Regions from separate parts of the Capra hircus genome. Here region 2 is linked to region 1. Evidence: chromatin contacts called from public Hi-C data. All regions are on one chromosome and are shown on one strand. Each heading gives the region's core, a stretch centred on a gene start, on an enhancer-like site or on the middle of the called end of the contact. The rest is flanking DNA. Distances are from core to core; before and after follow the strand shown. Region 1 overlaps SBK1 (serine/threonine-protein kinase SBK1). Region 2 overlaps SBK1 (serine/threonine-protein kinase SBK1).

Region 1 (7,238 bases), core at 3,119-5,618:
CGGGACACCCTGTCCTGTGCCCTTCTTGCTACTTGTCCTCTTAACCTCTCCCAGGCCAAGGGTTTCACTAGATTGAGGGCAGGAGGAGAAAGGGGCAACAGAGGATGAGACGGTTGGATGGCATCACCGATTCAATGGACATGAACTTGGGAAAACTCCGGGAGATGGTGAGGGACAGAGAGGCCTGGAGCGCTGCGGTCCATGGGGTCACAGAGTCAGACACGACTTGGCGACTCAACAACAACAGCAACAACAGGCCAAGGGTCCCTCCCAGTTGGCAGCCCCTGCTTGCAATTCCCAGGCCCAGTCCACTGCCTGCACCCCAGAGCCTGCCTGGGGGTGGGAGGTCTCCCTGACCCCTGAGGATGGCCCCTTCTGTCTGTCTCCTACCCTCCTCCAGCCCCTCCTACTTATTTAACAAACACACATTTGGCCAGATTTGAAGCATGAACTCATTTAAACCTCATAATATACTTACTGTGTGGGTGAGTGATCATTTTGTATCCGAGATGCAGGGAGGGAAGAGGTTGCCGAGGCTGACCCATTAGCTGGGGCTCGAATCCAGGCCGGCTCTGGAGTCCAGGCCCCTAACCACCTGGCTGCCCAGCCCCTCCAGCCCCCACCATCCTGGCCTCCGCTCACCTGATTCCACTGATCTCACCTGCATCCCTCTTCCCACCCACCTCTCACTCTCGATTTCCAATCCTTTGGTCCTGGGCTGCAGCCCGGGGAGAGGCACTGGGCTGGTCCTACCAGAAGGAGGGACACTGGGTGGAGGCCTGAGAGCTGGGGGGCCCAGCCCCGCCCCCACCGGTTCCCGGTCCTGAGTGGATGAGAGGATGGGCTGTGCCAGGGCCCTGGAGGAGGTGGGCAGGGTTGCAGCAGGGAGGGGAGGCTGGGTGGAGCCAGGCCTGCAAGCCCTAATTAAGTCAGTTAATTAGGTGGGGAGGAGAAGCCTGTGGGAATTAATGAGCTTGGCTAATTAAGTGGATCTGGCAGAATGGCTCCGATCCTAGCGGCTCCGGAGAGATGGGGGCTTAGGCAGGACACAGGGTCGGAGGCAAAGTGCTGGGCACCTCCCCTTTTCACCAGATCTGCAGCCTCCACTGGGCTAAGGCCACTACCAGGGCCCGCACTGACCATCAGGGTCTGCGGCCACCTCCTGAAGTTACGGGCCATGCATGCTACTGATGCTTGGGTTGAAGTCCCCATCGACAACCTGGTGCCCTGTTACCCATCCCTAAGGGGTTAAAGCTCTATCCCCCCTTTGAACATTTCGGAGATGGAGGCTGAAAATGAGCCCTGACCAGGCTCCTAGCAGAGCAGCCACTACAATCCCTGACCGGCAACCATGACTGCCACCCACACGTCCCCCAGGTTTCAGAGGGAAACCTGCCTGGTGCTCTCCCAGCTCACAGATGCGGCAGCTGAGGCCGAGAGGAAGGGGCGTGGCTTGTCTTCCACCCATTGCTTACAGCAGCGACTGGCCCAGGAGCCTGGGGGCTTTCTCTTGCTGGGCACTATTTCCCTCTGATCGTGGGCCGTTGAGTAACAACAGCAACAGTGCCCATGGCTGGAGTACATACTGTTTGTGAGGTGTGTGTCCTTGACACAAGGGCCAGCTACAGAATGTGAGGCTTCTTATCTAGAAAGCAGGAGAGAGGCTTTCCCTTCCTATCCAAACCTCTCTCTCTGCCTGCCACAGTGTTCTATATTTGCCATTGAACATGATGCTGCCTTGGGCATCACGGATGCCTGGGGCCCCTTGATGCACACCCGACGTGGAACCTTCCTGGTATCCAGGCCGCTGCTAGACCAAGCACATCAACCTTGACTGTGGCATGCAGGACCGTAGTTCTCCGACCAGGGACTGAGCCTGTGCCCCCTGCAGTGGAAGCACAGAGTCTTAACCACTGGACCGCCAGGGAAGTTTCGCTTGTGCCACCGTTACTCAGACTTCACTTACACTTCAATGATGATATGATGAAGAAAGGCAAGCTGCTGGGAATACCCTGGCAGTCCAGCCGTTAGGACTCTGTACTAACCTGAGGGCATGGGTTCAATCCCTGGTTGGGGAGCTAAGATCCCACAAGCTGCATGGCACAGACAGAAAAAGAAAAGAAAAAATTCTAAGATACCAACCACAGAGCATTAGAGCCCAAGTTTGGGGCCCTGCGTGATACATATTAACTGAGTTCTCACAGCCACTCTGCTTACTGGGACTGTTACTGCCCTCGTTTCACATATTTGTTCATTCATCCATTCAGTTACTAAATATTATCAAGTGCCTCCTATGTACCAGGCAACATTTGCAGTGAACAAAACAGAAAAATCACTGCCCGCATCCATTGTAGTGAGGGGAGAAGACAACAAACAGGGTATGTGAAGAAAGGACCATACTTCATGGGATTCATGGAGGGAAGACATAAAGCAGGGAGGGCTTCACAGAGAAGGTTCCTTTTGAGCAGAAACTTGAAAGAGGTGAGGGAGGAAGGGAGCCATGCTGAAATGAGGGCAGGCAGGCAGAGGGAAGAGCCAGTGCAAAGGCCCTGAGGCCAGAGTGTATGCTTGGGGATGCCCAGGAACAACGAGGCTGATGGAGCCTGGGAGGAGTTGAGAGGTGATGGGGACAGTTCATCCAGGGCCACAGTAAACCTTTGCCTTTGACTCTGAGAGCAGTGGCAGTCCTTGGAGGGTTTTGAGCAGAGGAGGGAGAAGGTGGATTATAGGTTTTAACAGGCTCCCTCTGGTGGCGCAAGAAGGGAAGTGAGGAGGCTCCAGTACCCAGCGAAGTGAAACAAGATAGCTAGGGACCAGGTAGTAGGAACAGAAGTGATGAGAAGTGACAGGATCTGCTGACAGATTGGACAATGGGGTGGGGTGTGTGTGTGTGTGTGTGTTATTTGCCTTCAGCCTCTGGACCGTGAAATTCCACCAACAGCTGAGGACACCAAGCAGCTCTCTGGACCCTGGATTCCTTGCCCCTGAAGGTCTGCTCTCAATGCTGGGACCCTACCCCTCTCCCTCTGCGTTTCTGCCTGCCTGGGGCCAGTGGCTGCAACATGGACAAGGTACATGAAGCCTCTTGGGCACAGTTCTCCTTTCATGGAGTCAGACTGAGACACTGAGTCCCCAGGGAGGGACTGTGAATGGGGTGCATGACCTGGGTGGGGGACAGTGGTGAGCGGGAGAGCCCTAGCCCATCTGAGTGGTGGCCTCCCCTCCCCTGTGGCCCATTGCTGTCACATGGGAATGTGAACTCAGGTTTTCAGAGCTTCTAATTTTCCAGAAGTTAGAAACCTGGATCTTATTTGTAAAATGTTAGCAAATCATTGATTAAAAATAGTCAGGAAGGCTAGACCCCCTCTGAGGGACCAAGGATAACACAGGGGGGCTGCTTCTGTGGGTCTTCTACACATCGCGACCTCCATACCAGCGGCCTCGGCCAGCCTGGGAATACAGATAAAACGAAGACACTTCTTCCCGAGGTGTGGCCTCGTAGGCCAGCTCTTGGCTGGTCTGGGCAGGATCCTGGAAGGACTGGGGCAGTTAGGATGGAGCACCCCTTCTGAGCCCTTGGTGGAGGCACCAGACGGTGACATTTCTCAAGGATGATATGGCTGCCAGGCAAGGGCAACTGCTGGTCCCCTGGCTGCCTGGAGGAGCAGGAGAAGGCCTGGGATCAGAAGGAGAAGACCATGGCCAGGAATGAGCCACAGGGTGAAGTCTGCTCCCAAACAAAGAGAACCAGCAAGACTAACAGGAAAGGGAGGCACCCAGGCTTGTTCCTGCCTTACAGGCCACCCTTAACTCTGCCTCTGCTCTGGAACATTCCAGAAACCGACCTCTGTTTCTTCCCCTGGATCTAGGCTGGGCAGGGCTGGGCTGAGGGGCTGCAGGAGAAGCAGAGAGAGACAGAGGCGGTGGCAGAACCTCCGGCACTGTCAGATCGGGTTAGCCATCTCCCAGTGTGGCGCAGCGCTTCACACGCCTGACCTCATTCATCCTCTGAACCGTCTCAGGTCAGAGTTACAGCTGGACGCAGGACGAAACTGGGTCACAGAACGGTCGGGTAACTGGCTAAGGTCACGCAGCCTAAAAGTAGCGGGACCTGGAGTTAAACCCAGGGGTATCTACCTGCAGAATCTGAGCTTGGACATAAACTCTGTCAGAAAAAGACCGAAGCAGCACGGACAGACGGACGGAACGAGCGGTGCTGTCCCTGCATGTGCGGGCGCAGCGCTCCCTCTAGTGGCCAACTCGCCGCAGTGCAGGACAGACGAGGGGCTCGCCGGCCGCCCGACTCGCTGTCTCTGAGTCTCTTGTCTGTCTCACACGCCTGCACGCACGCACGAGCGCGCACACACATTCAGTTTTCCAGCGGGAAGACCGCAACATCTCCACCTTCTCACCTGCCACAGGCGGCCCCTACCCGGCTTCCCCTTTCACCTGGTCAGGCTCCATCAGCGATGCCAGCCCCAGGGAGCCTTCCGGTTACTCCCCGGCGTCTCTTTCTCTCTGTCAGAACCTGGGTATTCTTGTCTATACCCGTGGTTCTCAAACTCTGCTGCACATTCTAGTCTGCCCGGGAGCTTTCAGAAGTCCTGATGCACGGCCACGCCCAGAGCAAAGGAATCAGCCTCTTCTCTCACCATCACTGGACCTTCGGAGTTCAAACCTCAGGTGGAGGGTGGAGATCTCAGCCTTTTGGTTCTCTGGCCTTTCCTGACACCTTTAACCCTCTCTGCTCCCGTCCACCTCTGAGGCTCACATCCCAGACCATATAATTACCCCACACCCCACCCGCTCTGAGATTCTGTTTTGATCACCTCCCTCTGTGTTTCCCTCTCCATCCTCTTCATCTGGTACCCACAAGCAACAGTTTTTTCACCCCATCGAGGCCACCAGTCCAGGGCCCCCATCCCTTTCTCACTGCCCATCAGCCCCCTTCTGCCATGATGATCCACCGTGCCCTGCTTGGGTTCTGCACACCACCATCACCATGGCTGCTCCCTGGCACCTTCATCTCCACCCCGCTGTGTCCAGCTCTCCTGTTGGAGAACCTGCCTGGCAAAACGCCAACCATCACCTGCTTTCTGCCTGCACCATACAAGCCAGCACTGGTCCGAGGGTTCCCCACTAAGTAGAGAGTTTCCCTTCATGGTCTTCATGAGGCACTCGCTGCCACCCCACAACCCCAGTATGCCTGCCAGTAGCCCTTCCCCACTCTCTCTGACCAGGCCTTCTCAAATTTTAATTTGCTTGCACCTCTCCTAGGAATCTTGGTGAGGCCTGAGCTGCATGTCTAACCAGCCCCCCAGGGGTGCTGATGCTGTTGGCCTCTGCACCCTCCTCTGAGCGGCAATGTCCTCCAACCTTCTCCTCACTTCTCAAACCACGGTTCCCATTTCGCTGAGAATACAGGTGGACCGGATGCAGTTTCATTGGCTCCTTTTATCAAAGCACAAACCCACCCAGCCCCTCACTCTCACTTCTTCCAGCAGCTTTAGTGGGGGTGGGGAGGCCCTTCTCCCGAGGCCAACCCCTCCTTTGGGCCCTGGACTCTTCAGGACTCCCCTCTACCACACGTCTCCATCCATTTCTATCAAGAAACACGAGCAGCTCCCACTCCCATTTCCCACTGCTTTGGGACAATCATTTCCATCCTTTTAGCTGAGTATTAGTAATTTTCATTCCTATGTTTCCTGCGTAGCATGTTTTAGGTTATGCTTTTCATCTCCACTTCTCATGCTGGAAGATGAAGATGGAGTTCTCTGATGTCCATTCCCTCCACTTCCTGTCTCCCGCCCTCCGGGAACAGTTACATCACAGTATTGATAAGATTGGTAGTGTTGGCGGGACTTCCTTGGTAGTCCAGTGGTTAAGAATCCACCTGCAAGTGCAGAGGACATGGGTTCGATTCTTGGTCCGGAAAGATCCCGCATACCGCGGGGCTATAAAGGCCATGTGCCACAACGACTGCACCCTCCTCTAGTTTAGACCTCCTTTAGACCGTGCCCTAAAGCCTGTGCACCGCAATCAGAGAAGCCACCATAGTGAGAAGGCTACATCTCACTATGGCATCTAGAGAGTAGCCCACACTTGCCATGACTAGAGAAAGCCCTCGTGCGGCAATGAAGACCCGGTACAGCCAAAAATTAAAAAAAAAAAAAAAAACGATTGATAGTGTTGGGGACTTTCCTAGTTGCCCAGTGGTTAGGGCTCCGTGCTTCCACTACAGGGGGCGTGGGTTCGATCCCTGGTTGGGGAACTTTGCCGCACAGCCAAAAGGGGGGAAAAAAAAAGATTGGTAGTATTTACATAGTATGGAAACACAACTTTCTGTGGGATACCATGATTTCTTTCCCCCCTTTTCCCTTTTATGATAGATTTTCTGTTTTAGTTTTAGATTTATAGAACAACTGAACACGAAGTACAGAGACTTTTCATGTATACCTGCCCCCTCTGCATTTTCCCTGATTATCAGCATTTTGCATTAGTGTGGTGAGCTTGTTACAATTGATGAACCAGTGCTGATAAACTAATATTAACTAAAATCCATAGTTTACATGAGGGCTCCCTCTGTCGTACAGTCTATGGGTTTTGACAGATGGATGGGGTCACGGACCCATCTTTCCAGTATTGTACAGAATAGTTCCATGGCCCTAAAAATCCTCCGAGCTCCACCTACTCACTCCCCGCTCCCCACCAGCCCCTGGCAACCACTGATCTTTTTCCTGTCTCTAGTGTTGACTTTTTCAGAATGTCATAGAGTTGGAGGCATACAGCTCATAGCCTTTTCAGACTGGCTTCTTTCACCTTGTGGGGTGGTTGTTGTTTAGCCGCTGAGTCATGTCTGACTCTTTGCAACCCCATGGACTATAGCTTCTCTGTCCATGGGATTTCCCAGGCAAGAATCTTGAGTAGGCTTCCTTCTCCAGGGGACCTTCCTGACCCGGGAATTGAACCCCCGTCTCCTGCATCAGCAGGCAGGTTCTTTACCACTGAGCCACCAAGGCCATATGCATTTAAGATTCTTGTATGTCTTTTTGGGGCTTCATGGCTCATTTTTATCAGCAAATAATATTTCATTGTGTGGATATATCATAGTTTGTTCATCTGTTCGCCTGTTGAAGGACATTTTAGATGCTCCCAAGTTTTCAAGCAATTATGAAAAAGAGCTTTTATAAACATCCATGTGCAGGGTTTTGTTCAGACATACGTTTTCAACTCATTTG
Region 2 (7,238 bases), core at 1,606-4,105, 34 kb before region 1:
CCGGCTCCCTCCTTGACCCCCGGGTTTTCACACACCCCTCGAACCTTCCCCACCTTTTCCCCCAGTACCTGTACGGAGCGCCTGCTTTGGGCCAAGTACTGGGTTAATAAGGACCCTATCCGGCATGGTCTGCTGTATGCCCATCTCACGTAAACGGCAGCTCTGAGAGGCCTTGTCACTTATCCGGTGAGCGGCAGGGCAGTGTTTCATCCTGGCCAGGTGCCGGGAATCCCGGGGGCAGTCTCCCCATCCCGGGCACCTCCTCTGGGAAGGCTGGTGGCCCTGCCACCTTCCCTCTTGGGTCCCCACCTCCTATACAGCAGCGGAGGAGGGGGCTGCTGGACTTCATCCCACCCACCGGCTGGTCCTTATCACAGTTCGGTGCCTAAGTCAATTCAGTCGTGTCTCTTTGTGACCCTGTGAACTGTAGCAGGCCAGGCTCCTCTGTCCCTGGGATTCTCCAGGCAAGAATACCGGAGTGGGTTGCCATTCCCTTCTCCATCATCTTAGTGCCTCATGTGGCCAACTGTAGAGTATCTGTTTCCCCCACTAGGCCCATAGCAGGAGCTTTTGTTCACTGTGTATCCGCAGCCCTCCAAACAATGACTGATATACAGTAGGCGCCTAATAAATGATTTAAGCGAGTGGCCTGACTCCTCTTCAGCTCTCACACTTGGGGACCCAGAAGAGCCTCTCCCCTCCCTCAGCCACTGCTCCAGTACCTGAGGAGGAATAATGTCGAACAGGTCCCCGGCGGGCGCGTACTCCTGGGCGAAGACATAGCAGTCTTCCGTCTCAAACACGACGTCAAAAACCTTGATGATGAAGGGGCTGGAGGAGAGGCTGTTGGTAATGCTCACCTCCCGCAGGAAGTTCTTCAGCTTGGTTTTGCTCTTGTTCACAAACTTCAGCGCCATCTTCGTGCCTAGCGGGGCGACAGTGAGAGTGGTGAGGACTCCTCTCCCTGCGCCCCTGCGCCTCACACAGCCGGGCCTGTCTGTGCAGCCTGTCTGGGCTGCAGCACATGACTCGACGGGAGCCCCAGTGGGCAGGCTGTTGTTTCACAGGTAGGAAACTGAGGCCCAGAGAGGGGAAGGCCCTGCAGCAAGTCAGGCGTTAGCCTGGGTCCTCTCTGCCCCGCCCGCAGCCCTCCATGAGGGGGGCCTGCTGCTTCCTCCACCCTCTCCTTTTCCTCCTGACACATTGTGTACTTAGTATCTTGTCTGCCTGCCCCTGGTCAGAAGGCCCTTGAGCACAGGAAACTATCTTTTTTTTTAAGATTTTTTTGTTGTGGACCATTTTTTCAAGTCTTTCATGAATTTGTTGCATTATTGCTTCTGTTCCTTGGCTGTGAGGCATGTGCCGTCCCAGTGCCCTGACCAGGGATGGAACGGGCACTCCCCTGCACTGGGAGCTGAAGTCCCAACCACTGGACCACCAGGGAGTCCCAGGAACCTGTGTCTTGTTTGCTCTTGTATCTCCAGCGCTCACAGAAGAGCCTGGTGCACTGCAGGTGCTCCGAAAACTTTTGTTAAGTAGATGAATAAGTAAGAAGGCACTAGACACACAGAGGTGAGGGCCTGCAAGGCACGTGTCCCCGACTGTGAGCTTGAGCAGCCATCTGTACCCACCTGGGTACAGAGCTGTGTGACACGTGTGTGTTCACAGAGAGCTTACACATTGCGGGTCTTGCCTTCTGCACTTCATGTTCACAACTCACTTTTTATAAAGACCCTATCAGCTGGGCATTAATACTCCTCTGTTTCACAAAGGAGGAAACCTAGGCACAGAGAGGTTAAGTCACTTGCCCCAGGTCACACAGCAAGCAAGCAGCCAAGCTCAGGTGACCCCATGTCCAAGGTTCCTCCTTCTGGCCCTGTCCCCTCTGAATGCAGCTGTGGGCACCTATGCAGCCCCCATCCCTGGCTGGCTGATGGGCACTGCAGTGAGCTTACACTGTGGGGAAGGCATCACGTTTAGCAGTTAAGCGAGAAGGCCCTGGAGCTGATGACTGGGGGCTCATCCTAGCTCACACCTTCTGTAGCTGCATGACCTGGGCTGAGTGACTGCATCTTTCTGGGTCTCAGTGTCCTCGGGATCTGAGGAATGGAGCAGCCACATGGACCTCACAGGGCCCTCTCCCACCTGCTGTTAAGCATGGTGCTCTGTTCGCGAGGACCCCAGTTCAGTTTGGTCCACCCTCCCGGGGACAGCTATCACATATATGCTGGTCATCCCCCAAACACCACTGCCAGCCCTGACCTTTCCCCTGATTCCACATGTCCCCAGGCACACCTCCTTGACTGTCCTGAGGGCACTTTTGTTCAGTTGCTCAGTTGTGTCTGACTCTTGGTGACCCGATGGACTGCAGCATGCCAGGCTTCCCTGTCCTTCACTATCTCCCGGAGTTTGCTCACACTCATGTCCATTGATTCAGTGATGCCATCCCACCATCTCGTCCTCTTTGGCTGTCCTGTCCTCAGGGCACTGTGGATGGCCCCAGAGCAGCCCACTTTCCCCAGAGATTCCTCCCTTGTCCCCGCTTTCCCAGGCTGCTTCACACCACACTCTCTCCACTGGTAGCACAGACTCTCCTTCCCTGCTGGCCTCCTGGCCCCCACAGAGAGCCCCCACCAGGTCCCCACTCCTGTCTTACAGCGGGCCGCCCTGCAGATACTCACCCGTGCCCTTGTAGGCCACGAGGTCGACCTTCCCATAGGTGCCCTTGCCCAGCTCCCGGACAAGTTCGTAGTGCTTGGTGACGTCGCTCGCGGCCACTGTGCGGAGGGTCAGCGCCTGCATGTCTTCGGTGAGGAGGGGCACGCCGGCACCCAGCCCGGGGGCGGTCCCTGGCCCGCAGCAGGGCAGGGAGTGGGGCGGCTCCGGCTCTGGGCAGCCCACGCTCATCTTCTCCCTGGTGTGGGGGTGGGGAGAGGGATGGAGTGTGACATCAGACCCCTCCACTCCCCACCTCCTCCCCGTCCAGGGCCCAGGATGTCTGGGGCTGGGCCTGATGCCAGGCCTAAGATGACCACCAGGCGGCGACAAGCATCTTTGCTGCAAATGGTTGGTTGTTTAGTTGCTAAGGCGTGTCCAAACTCTTTGAGACCCCACAGACTCGTAGCTCACCAGGCTCTTCTGTCCATGGGATTCTCCAGGCAAGAATACTGGAGGGTGTTGCCATGGCCTCCGCCAGGGATCTTCCTGCCCCAGGGTTCAAACCTGCATCTCTTACGTCTCAGGACAGGTAAAGCAGGTTCTTTACCACTGAGTCACCTGGTTCAGTGGTAAAGAAGAATCACCTGGGAAGTCCCCATCCTTTCCCTGAAGCTTCAGGGTCAGGCCTGAGCCAGCAATCCCCAGAGACACGGCCATTGTCCCACCACTCCCTACTTGGGCGTCTCATGCTATGATCCAGACACAGTGTCAGGCAAGGCACACGTGTTTATGTCACACAAAGACATGCCACATACTGAGTTCACACGGGTGCTCCCATTCACAAGTATTGATCAGCACTTGCTGTTTGCCAGGTGCAGTTTGGAGCCCTGGGGACACAGCCCTGAACACACAGACACACAGTTCAAGGTGGGGAAATGGACAATACACAGTAAGCCCACAAATTATATATTGTGATAAAAGGTGACATTGGCTATAGAGAAAATAAGGCTGGGGAGGGGCAGGGGGGGTGTGAGGGGAGGTTGTTCAGTCACACAGTCGTTTCGGCTCTTTGCGACCCCATGGACTGCAGCACGCCAGGTTCTGCTGTCTGTGGGGTTTCTCAGGCAAGAATACTGGACTGGGTAGCCATTTCCTTTTCCAGGGGATCTTCCCGACCCAGGGATGGAACCCAGGTGTCCTGCATTGCAGGCGGATTCTTCACCGACTGAACCTCCAGGGAAGCCGTAACGGGGCAGAAGTCTCAGATAAAACCCTGGCAGGGCGGCGCAGGCTGGCCACATCCCCACCAAGGCCTTATAATCTGTCCCCCGACCTCAGACGACCACACACAGCCCAGCTCAAGTACACAGCTGCAGCTGTAGCTCCTGGGTCCCCGCCCAGGCTCCTCGGATACAAGGACAGAATGCCTGTTCCACCATGACCCACCCTCCACTTTCACCGCTGGTCCCCTTCCGTGTTCACACGGGCTGGGGGAGGGGGCTTCCTGGACACACCGACCCCTTCGGGGATACTGAGTTTGCCTCCTGATGGTGCTGGGGGCGCAGAGAGCTGCAGTGGGAAGCGTTCAGGGGTGGGTGACAGCGAATGCTTATCTGGGGTTTGCATTTCTCGTCCGTCTAACGGGGGGAGGCTTAGACCAGGGAGCCAAGCAACCGGGAGCAAGTGTCTGTGTGCCCATGTCTGCCTATGCACCAATGAAGGAGGTCGCCGATGAACCCCCTCTGGGCTGAGCCTCAGCAGCCATCCCCGGGTGCAGCTTCTCCGCCCTCTCTCCCTTCTCCCTCCTGTAGGTGGACCACCAGCGCTCTCGGTACCCACAGCCTGCCCCTCAGCCCCCAGCCCTGCCCTCGTGGTTCAGAGTGAAGGCACAGACTTGGAGCCAGACTGCCTAGTTGGAAGCCGGGCTCGATGACTTGCTAGCTGGATGTCCTTGAGCAAGTTACTTCCTGTCTTTGTGCCTCGGTTTCCCCACCTTATAAAAAGAATACAATAGTATCTTTTCCCTGAGGATTATAGGACATTAAGTGGTTGGTGCCTGGTGCACAGTAAGCGCCCCTCAAGAGGCAGGTGTGGTTGCCTTCTCATTCCGATGATGCTCGCCTGCTCAGCTGGGGTGAGCCCAGCCCGGGAGCCTGGTGTCTCTACCCTGGCCCGGCCGCTCCCCTTCCAGGCCCAAACCCTCTTTTCCTCCTCTGCTTTCCCCTTCCCCCTCGGCACGACCCAGCCTCCCACTTCACGCGGAGAAGAAGAACATCAGGAGGGAACTTCCTGCCTCCCACCCAGCCCCAAACGGAGCTCCATCTGCACGTCCTCCTGGCTGGCTGCGGGGTGCGGGGGGGGGGGGGGGGGCGGGGGACGGTGGCGGGGACAGGGAGGGTGACAGGGAGGGCGGTGCAGGGAGCCATCCTCCCCTCCTCTGCTCTGGCTCCCACCCCCTGCTTCTTCCTCGGTATCCTGCTCCCCCACACAGGCCCCTCCCCTCCATTCATGATGTCCCATACGGTGCTCTCCCCACCGAGTCTCCAGCGAGAACCTAGGACCCCTAACCCTGCTCCCTCCACCAGCAACAGTGTGTCGAACCCAGCCCTGCCTGGCATGGCCACCGAATCTATGCAGTGCCTGCTCAGGGCAGGACAGCACTGGGCATCTCCCTGCTGCAGGGCTAAAGTAGGGTGACATCTCCCCATGACAGTCTCCGGGCTAAAAGGGTCAGCTCTCCTGATCCCAGTCACATGTCTGCCCACTGCCTAGGTGGAGAGGACTCCAAGAGGGAACAGCCAGGTCACGGGCTCTGGTGCAGCTTGGGGAGTAGGGGGGTCAGGCTGTTCCTGTGGAGTGAGTGGGGCTCCCCCTGCCCCCTGGGTGCTGATGAGTATGCATCCTCTTCACCTGGAGCTCTTCCCCCCTGCCCATCAAGAGACCCTGGGCTGCTCTGCTGACCTACTTCTGATGTGTGTGGACTCCCCAAGGGCTGCCTCGTGTGTGCAGGCACCTGTGTGCACACGTGTGGCGATGCTCCCGCTTCGGGCTTTGGTCCTGTCAGGTCCCTTTGGGGCTGTTTTCTGCATCCCCTGGGAGCTTGGCAACTGCAAGTTGCTAGAAGCCCTTCTTCCCTCCCCCAGGGACTGTGGGGTGCCTGCTTCTCTCTGCCACTTTGGCCTCAAGAGTTGCCCTGGGCAGGTTCCGCGGGCTGGGTGGGGGCCACACCAGCTTCCTCATCCTCAGGCTCAGCCCAGGCTCTGCCCACTGCCCAGCAATGCTGCTCATCAGCTTGAGTGTGCCTCTCCAGCGCCCTCTGCCATTCCTGCTGGCCTGGCCTGCCCTCCCCGGCCCCTGCCCCTTCCCCTTATCTCATTATCCTCAGGTCCCACTCCTCCAGGAAGCCTTCCCTGCTGCCCCAGGTGTCAATTCCTGTCTCTGAGGGGCCCCAGGGTTCAGGCAGGGTCTGTATGCCTCTCTCTTCCGGCCCCTGTTGAATATCTTGGGTGGTCGCAGCTGTATCCTGTCAGGCCAAGACTACCCTGGGGGCTAGTGCTACATCAAACCCAACTCTCCATGGTCCCTTCCCTTGGTTCTGAGGGTCCAGGTTGTGGGACCTCCATTTCTTCCCCCCACTCACTTCTTCAACCCCTCTCTTTCTCCAGGCCTGTTCTCTGCAAGGTGTCAGCAGGAGACAAGAGACTGACCTGCACCCGTCCCTGATTGATGCTGCCGCGTCATCCCCCAGGTACGCTGCCTCTGACCCAGTTACTACGCATGTGACTTCAGAGGCGCAGTGGGGAAGCGATGGAAACAGCACGGGCCTTGGGGCTCAGCAGGTTTGGCCTTGATCCTAAGGTGTGCCACTTTTTAGCTGGGTGACCTTGAGTAAGTCACATCCCCTCTCTGGGCCTCAGCTTCCTCATCCGTAAGATGAAGAAAATAACAGTAGTAACGGGGGTGACGGCTGACACTTAAATGTACTCACTGCATGTCAAGCCCTGTTTGGTTGGAGGCTGACCTCATCTCTCATTTTCACAATTCCAGGCGTGCATGCATGCTGAGTCCCTCCAGTTGTGTCTGACTCTTTGTGACCCTGTAGACTGTAGCCTGCCAGGCTCCTTTGTCCATGGGATTTTCCAGGCAAGAATACTGGAGTGGGTTGCTATTTCCTCTTCCAGGAGATCTTCTTGACACAGGGACTGAACCTGTGTCTCTTATGTCTCCTGCATTGGCAGGCGGGTTCTTTACCACTAGCATCACCCAGGAAGCCCACAATTCCATGAGGTAGCTGGTATTATCATTATTATTGTTACTACTACTATTATTATTTTTGGCTGCACTGCACAGCTTGTGGGATCTTAGTTCCCTGACCAGGGATTGAACCCATGCCTCCTGCAGTGGAAGCATGAAGTTTTAGTCTCTGGACCACCAGGGAAGTCTTCAAGGTAGGAATTATTAGTATCCCCATTTTAGGGGTGATGAGCACGAGGCACAGAGACTGTATAACTCGCCCAATGTCATCTCGCTAGTGCTGGCACTGGCTCCAAAGTTGGTGCTTTTAACCACCTCTATTTTTT

Evidence for each region. Hi-C and Micro-C count contacts between places; a contact is called where the count stands out from the background.
Region 2: a contact with region 1 is called in a Hi-C map of blood, with 1.8 times the contacts expected there. The contact joins two enhancer-like sites. A contact is called at or near these places in 2 of 5 Hi-C or Micro-C datasets (both in blood).

What each region holds. Positions count from the first base shown.
Region 1 is chr25:25,690,106-25,697,343 of ARS1.2, reverse strand. All of the region lies in intron 1 of SBK1 (serine/threonine-protein kinase SBK1), which reads right to left. Among named protein-coding and RNA genes, the nearest start is that of SBK1, 13 kb to the right of the region's middle. Within about 2 kb of position 4,368, at least 2 of the 5 cell types and tissues checked have an H3K27ac peak or open chromatin away from gene starts, as enhancers often do.
Region 2 is chr25:25,722,413-25,729,650 of ARS1.2, reverse strand. SBK1 (serine/threonine-protein kinase SBK1) reads right to left here. Exons shown (of 4, transcript XM_018040964.1): 2 at 2,682-2,914; 3 at 723-925. The coding sequence starts at 2,907. Among named protein-coding and RNA genes, the nearest start is that of TRNAC-GCA, 13 kb to the left of the region's middle. Within about 2 kb of position 2,855, at least 1 of the 5 cell types and tissues checked has an H3K27ac peak or open chromatin away from gene starts, as enhancers often do.